Linked DNA regions of Cricetulus griseus: region 1 is linked to region 2. A link is a contact called in public Hi-C data. All regions are on one chromosome and are shown on one strand. The core of a region is the stretch at or near the end of the contact, and the rest is flanking DNA. Distances in the headings are between cores, read along the strand shown.

Region 1 (3,636 bases), core at 863-3,362, 110 kb after region 2:
AGCCACTCTGGCTGTCATGAGTGCTGGATGTCTGTGCAGGTTTGGGTGGGAAGGAGGATGATATAATATAGTTTGACAAAGGGAAGGGTGGTTACTTCAATAGTCCTTAAAATAAAGAAAAATAAACATTTTTGTCCTGCTGTAGAGAAGATAGAACTAAGATATACGTTTGATTTTATGTATTTTTAATGGTTTATCAAATTCTAACCGTTTATTTTCTCTGTTAGCTTGAGGGGTGCATTTGGAATATCTGATCTCCTTTGTCTCTACCCATTTTGTTCCCTAAACTGGACACTGAATTTAATATTTATTTGAGACTTCAGAGGCAACAGGTTTTTTTGTTTGTTTGTTTGGTTGGTTTAGTTTGGTTTTTCTTTCCTTTTTTTTTTTTCTTCTTCTTCTTTTTTTTTTTTAGTGTGTACCATGGGACTGATTTGGAGAAATTACCATTATTGCACCGGAGCCAGCCAACACAGGCCCCAGGATGATCTGTCCATGGGCTTCAGTGCTCTGGCTTCCTCAGCCTCGTGACAGTGGCTGTTCTGAAACATCTGTTGGGGGCCAGTTCTCCTTTATTAATTTCTTTGGCAGCTTTCTGATTGTTAAGGTTCAGTAGATGGTCTGTCTGTTCTGTGCAGTGGTGTTTGTAAAGTTCTCATCTTTGAACTACTGTATCGTGACACTTAGTGCTTTTGTTATTAATATAGTTTAAGTTTTTCCTATGTGACATTGTTGAATAGAATTTATCTGCTTGCTATTAAAGCTCAGCTTTTTACAGAATTCTCTGACATCATTACACTGAGAGTACAGTCTCCCCCCTTTCCATTTCTGTAAAAGAAAGTGTACACGCTGTATTATTCACAACAGAACTATCCACTTGTGTAGGTTCATATCCATATAGGTGGTAAGTGTGCTGTCAGCATCTGCTTCCATACTGAGTGAGTGTGCTTCTGAGCATTAGTGGTAGTTGAAACACTTGTGAATTGTGATGAGATTTCACTTCGTTCATAAACTTGTGTTTAAAAAAAGTGTGCACTATTAAAACCAAAAATTTGGGATTATAACTAGATAAAATAAGAATTTTCATGTCTACAAATGTTGTAAAGTCAGATACTCAGTCATAACTAATACACAATGGCTCTTTGACTTTATATTGAAGGGTGGATGGACATTTTAATATTTAGACAGGTAAATATTTTAATGATTGTATTCCTAATAGGGCAAAAAAGACGTGGCTCAAATTTTCAACAATATTCTCAGAAGACAAATTGGTACAAGAACTCCTACTGTTGAATACATCTGCACCCAACAGAATATTTTGTTCATGTTATTGAAAGGGTATGTACAACGTGATAAAGTTTATATTCTTAGTTGAAAATAAAAAGGAAAAAATTGTTTGGGTGGGGAAAGATAACCAGGCTGGTGAATATGGGAAGATTTTATCTTAGTTTTATCTTAACTTTTCTGTAGCTCTTGAACATATTGCCCTTAAGTTTTGACCTGTAAACTAAACTAACACAAACATGCCCTGTAGATGTATACTTACAATGGGTGAATTCTGAGCCCTTAGGAAAGAAATAAAGCCCTAGTTTTGTCTGTAAGATTGAAACAGTTGACAGTCCATTGAAATCCCAGCCAAGTCATGAGTCCAAGGATACCGCCTCCCTCCTGACCTGCATGCACACCTCACAGCAGTGGGAGCCTCCTAGTGGGGCATGCGTGCTCCTTACCTTCATTCAGCAGAACATGCGCTATGGGGTCAGCACTGTGCATTTTCTGGAGTTACTCCTGGGCTAGCAGGCATTCATGATGTGTGTGGTTGTCCATTTCAGAAACAAAATTTTAAAAACTAAGATCTAAGTTTAACAAAAATGAAGAGGTCTTCTATCCCAGGACTGAGCCTTCCTGGCTAGCAAGGTAGTCAGTCAGTCAGCAGTGCTTGCCAGCTCTTGAGATCCTCCCAGCACTGGCAGTGTTCTGCTAAACTAGTGGGCAAGCATATTACTGGCATGACTGCTGGTGGGAATCAGCTTGCTCCCCTCCCCATAGCTTTACAGCTTACCTCATGTGGATTTGTATCTCTGTGGTTTAATACTTCCCCCAAGTTCAGACTTGCTTAGACAAAGCATGAGTCAGTGACATGTCACATGCCAACATCCTGCTTCCTCCTTTCTGTTCTACCCATCCATGTTGTTTCTTCATGTGTTGCTGTGCAGAACTTTTGTTGTATCAGTCCCATGTCCCTGTGGAAACGTGCTGTGTAAGTACCCTGAAATTTAGGTGGTGTTAGAACTGTGTTATTGAAGCCAGAGGCTTATTAAAATCTATAAATTAGTTAACACTTTCTATTATTTCATGACAGTTTTGATGTAAATATTTTTAGACAGTGTATTAAAAAAACAAAACAACTAGTGTTTCAATATATAACCCTTGCTGTCCTCATAAGATCCACCTACTTCTGCTTTCTGAATGGTAAGATTAAAAGTGTGAGCTGTCACTCTAGGCTAAAATAAGACTTTTGAAGGATAGTTTAATATTTAAAACTCTCATCTGAGCTGGTCAGAGTAGAATTCTCAGCCAGAGGCAAGAAGGAAAAGCCTGAGGCTGGAGCTTGGCTAGGGACCCATCCTCACATCCCTTCCATTACAGTCTATAGGGAGTTGAGCATACAGCCCTAAAGAAAAGACAGCAAAACTTCCCTGCCCAACACCCCTCATCAGAGTCATTAACCTTATGCCATTCCTACTTGCTGTGGTCCTTATTCTTTCTTGCTTACAATTTGACTGCATTGGTCATCCATGTCCATCATGCATATACAGTGTGTGTACCATGCAGGCTATAAAAACCACAATACCTTCTACACACCTGGTACAATCCAGTGTCCAGCCTTTTGTATTTCCTTGATTGTAACAAAATGAGTTTGTTTAAATTGTTTTTTTTTTTTTAACGTCTACAAACTGAGTTTTATGGATAAAACTCTTAGCTTTCTACTAATCTATAATAGTTAATCTCCTCATTTTCTAAAAATGTATGTAATTTGTTAAGCAACTGGGTCATTTGTTCTGTAGAAACTACTTACTTTAGTAGAGTGTGATGACACATGTCTATACCGTCACTTAGGAGACTCCTCCAAGGTCGAAGTCATTTTGTTGTGCTGCATAGAAAGTTTAATAGGCTAGCCTGAGCTCCATAGTGAGACTGGGTGTCTGAAAATTATTGTTTTAGTCATGTATTTTAAATTTTCATTCCTGTGGCTTTATTTAGCATGTTTCACCATCTTTCATCCCTTGGAACAGTGGTTAAGATTTAGATTTGTCTTGAGCAATGCATGAGTTCCTCAGAGTGAGGCCATGTACTGCCTGCCACCTGTTACTGGTACCCATTGTCACACTGAAATGTAATCATGTTCATTTTGAAGTTTGCTATCAAACTTTAATCTAATGATTTTTATATATACCAGGGATATTATCCTAGTTTAAAATTTTACTAGGCCAAGTGTGGTGTCACAGGCTGTTTGTAATCATAACAGTTGGAAGGCAGAGGCAGATAGATCTCCATGAGTTTGATGCCTTTCAGTTCTACATAGCAAGTCCCTGCCTCCAATCAATCAATCAATCAATAAATAAGAGTTCACTG
Region 2 (3,612 bases), core at 924-3,423:
TCATGTTTTTTGCCTTTATGATCCTCAGACTAATAATAACCAGGGCCTTGCTCTGGTTTGGTCCTGGCCAGTTTCTTAATTAAAGCAAACAAACAACAACAACAAAGCACTCTAATTTACTAAAACCAAAACTTGAGTCAGACTGGTGAGTCTCTGAATCTAAGGTGAGTAAATGTGTGCGTTGTATCTCCCCAGGAAAGATTCTGTCACACAAAAGCCCCATGCCTGGATCAAGAATTGCAATTAACAGCTGCTGAGAGAGGTTGAATCAACCATCTCCAGGGATTAGCCCCCTGAGAGTCACCTGACCCAAGTGGTCAGTCTAAAACACACAGACATAGGGGCAACACTAAGTGAACTCAGCAGGCTGTGTGTGCATACATACATACACATACATGCATATGAAGGTCTTTAGTAGGCCGAGGAGGGCAAACATGGCTCTTGCAGGCCTTGCCCTTCCCTTACCTCCTTCTTACTAAACTCATCCTAACACAGGGTTTATAAACTGCCATTTGCCTGTGAATCTTGACCATCTCTCTATCCAGAGGCCGTCCTTTGTCCCTTTGGGACAAACATCCCTTCCCCATCTCCCTTGCCCCTTTCTTCCCCCTCTCTTTTGTCTCTATTTCTTTGCCCTTTGTCCCTCTGGGGCAAATAAATCTCCTTTGTGTTGAGAATTTGGTGTGTCCTGTGTCAAGATAGATAGATAGATAGATAGATAGATAGATAGATAGATAGATGACAGATAATAGATGGATGAATGGATGGATGATAGATATATACAGAGATATATGTGTAACAATAATAATGAAAGAAGAGGTCAATACTTTGCAAGGGGGTAAGACGAACAGGAGAGAGGGGACAATAGAAATGATATAAATACAGTAGTTATGTATGGAATTCAATAACATTAAAAATTTACGTTTAGCCGGGTGTTGGAGGAGCACACCTTTAATCCCAGCACTCGTGAGGCAGAGGCAGGCGGATCTCTGTGAGTTCGAGGCCAGCCTGGTCTCCAGAGCGAGTGCCAAAACAGCCTCCAATGCTACACAGAGAAACCCTGTCTCTAAAAACCAAAAAAGCAACAACAAAAAAAACTTACGTTTAGTCTTAACATCCCTGCAGTAAATGTACCTATGTCTGCAAATGTATCTCTGGGCTTTCTCGTCCATCTCTTCAATCCATCTGTTAGTCCCTATGCCAGAACCCCACTGCCTAGATAACTGTAGGTTTGAAGTAAGTTTCAAAGATGGGGAGTATGAGTCATCCATCTTTGGTCCTATCCAAGATCTTCCGGCTCTTCCGGGACCTCTCCTGTGCCATTTGACTCAGAGGGTCAGCGTTTCCATTTTTGTGCGGAAACAAACAAAAACTGATTACAAGATGAAGGACAGGGCGGGAAAGACTGTTGGAACTTCTATAAGGGTTGTGTTCAATCTGTAATCATTTTGGGTAATGTGGACAAAGAGAGCAAATCCGGAGAAGGGTTCTATCCTGCGGGGTTACAGGGTCTACTAAGAAGCAGTGCTTCCAAAATAATGCTGCCCTCCTCCCTCGATTAGGCCACAACCCTGTGTGGGGGTGTGGTGAGAAGCCAGGGGCTGAATACACTTGAAACTAAAAAGTTTAATAGAACATGAAGCAAGGAATTAAACTTGGGCAAAGAGGAAGTGCCCTTAGCTCTTTCCCTAGAAGAAAGAAATTGCTGGAGACCTTTCCTGAACCCCAAAACTATAGCCGCTGGTGCTAGTGGCACCTTCAGTGTCCCCACCCCACCCCCACCCCCACCCCGCTGCCGTCACCGTCACCACCGTTGCCTCGGGAGGAGGAGCAAGGCAGGGCACTAACTGGAAACCAGCGGCCCTCTGGGAGTAGACGCCTCCCCTCCGGTCCCTCCCTGATGGAGCTTTTTGCTCATTGCAAAAGACCCGGTTGGTAAATGGTTCCTGCCCTGACTCCCTTGAAGGGTACAGGACTTGAAGGCCCGAAGTGTGCCATTTCGGAACCCTTTTAAGATGAGCAACGAGAGAATTCCCTTACAGCAGTGTTTCCCAGGAAACTTCTTCAGCGAAGAATGATAGACTCATCCCAGAGAGGAAGCTCGAAGTCAGCTCACCCTCGAGGAACTCTGTCTCTGTGTTCACTTTCCCCCAGCGCACCTCGCATGCTGTTCCTACAACCCCTTCCCTCTCCTCCAATAGGTACGCTCTTCCGTGCTTCCCCCATCCTTGCCGCCCCAGCATCCTCCCAGCTCTTCCCCAGTCAGCCACCTTAGGTCTGGGGATCCTCGGGAAATGCCGCAGCCTTCCTCTGGGCGGGAGTCAATTCTGATCAATGGCAAGTACAGAGGGCAGAACGCAGGGCGAAAGCGAAGACCTCGGGCTGGGTGGGTTTTAGGAAGTAAGCGAGGGAAAACGTTAGTGAAATTTGCATGTAGCCCACAGCTTCTAGGGTGCCCCTTTTCCCTCTCACGGTTTCTGCAAAGTCTATCCTGCCCTCTGGTGGCAGTCCTTTGTTACTGCACAGTCCCCTTTTGGACCGTAAGCATTTTTTAGCCTCTGACTTTCGGAGCTTTGGTGATATTTGCTTTACATATGAGATACCTTGGAGAAGAGAGGTGTAATAGTTACTTTTTTTAATGCTGTGATAAAATAACATGAGCAAGGCAACTTATAGAAGAGTTTATTTGGGTTTTTATACGGTTATATCATGGCAGAGAATCATAGCAATTAGAGTCAGTCAGGATACAGGAACTGCAAGCAGGAAGCAGAAAGAGGCGACTGAAAATGATGTGTGGCTTTGAAACTTCAAAACCTACTTTCAGGATGTACTTCATCAAGGTAGGCCACGTCTAATCCTCCCCAAATGGCACCTCCAAACTGGAGAGCCCACACTCAAACGTCTGAGCCCATGAGATGAGGGGGGATTTTTTTTTCAAATCACCACACTCAGAAATGTCAGACTTCATGAAGCTGCCTCCAAATATTCCTCAAGTAAATGATCACACAATTGGTCACCTGCCTATCCAGAGAATACTAAGATAAAGTTGTAATGCAGCAAAAAAAAAAAAAAAACCTTTTGTAAGCCTAACCTTTCCTCTCTTGACCCCTTCAGTGCTGCAGAGACCAAAAACCAAAAAACAAGGGACACAAAGAGAAGACGCTGAGCAAGAAGGAAATACAGTCAGTCGGCATCCCTTATGGCCCAAGAGGTTATTAAAAGAGGTCCCTTCATCACTAAGTAAATCTGGGGAAACTAGGGTGTTGTCAGGGATTTTAACCAGGTCTGGCAGATGTTGTGGTGATCAGATCTGCGGGTGGTATCCCTGCATGGAAGTACTGTGCTTTGTTAATACCTACAACTCCACCTGTGGGGTTTTATCTGGCCAGACAGGATGCTAAACCCTGAAGCAACCCAAACTGTGTGCTGGAGTTTTCAAGTAACCAGAAGTAAGCCTCAACCCATGAGGACCAGGAAGATCTTCAGTGAGCACCTTAGTTCCTTGGCTCCTCTGTATAAATAACTCTGATCTCTGGCCTGAAAACTGCCTTTTATTGTCTCATTCCCTTTCCTCTATTACTTCCTCACAATTTATTTATAGGGCTTGGTAGG

The links. A called contact is a pair of places that touch in the nucleus more often than the background predicts.
Region 1: a Hi-C map of fibroblasts shows a contact between it and region 2, with 2.9 times the contacts expected there. The contact joins the enhancer-like site here to the promoter of LOC100750349 in region 2. A contact is called at or near these places in 2 of 8 Hi-C or Micro-C datasets (the CHL-YN cell line and fibroblasts).

The regions. Positions count from the first base shown.
Region 1 is chr2:437,521,444-437,525,079 of CriGri-PICRH-1.0, forward strand. It overlaps Cab39 (calcium-binding protein 39), which reads left to right. Exons shown (of 9, transcript XM_027397438.2): 4 at 1,220-1,338. Among named protein-coding and RNA genes, the nearest start is that of Itm2c, 50 kb to the right of the region's middle. Within about 2 kb of position 2,113, at least 4 of the 6 cell types and tissues checked have open chromatin away from gene starts, as enhancers often do. A contact at or near this core is called in fibroblasts, where this site is marked.
Region 2 is chr2:437,414,032-437,417,643 of CriGri-PICRH-1.0, forward strand. LOC100750349 (nuclear autoantigen Sp-100) reads right to left here and starts at 2,174. Exons shown (of 9, transcript XM_027397437.2): 1 at 2,041-2,174. The coding sequence starts at 2,087.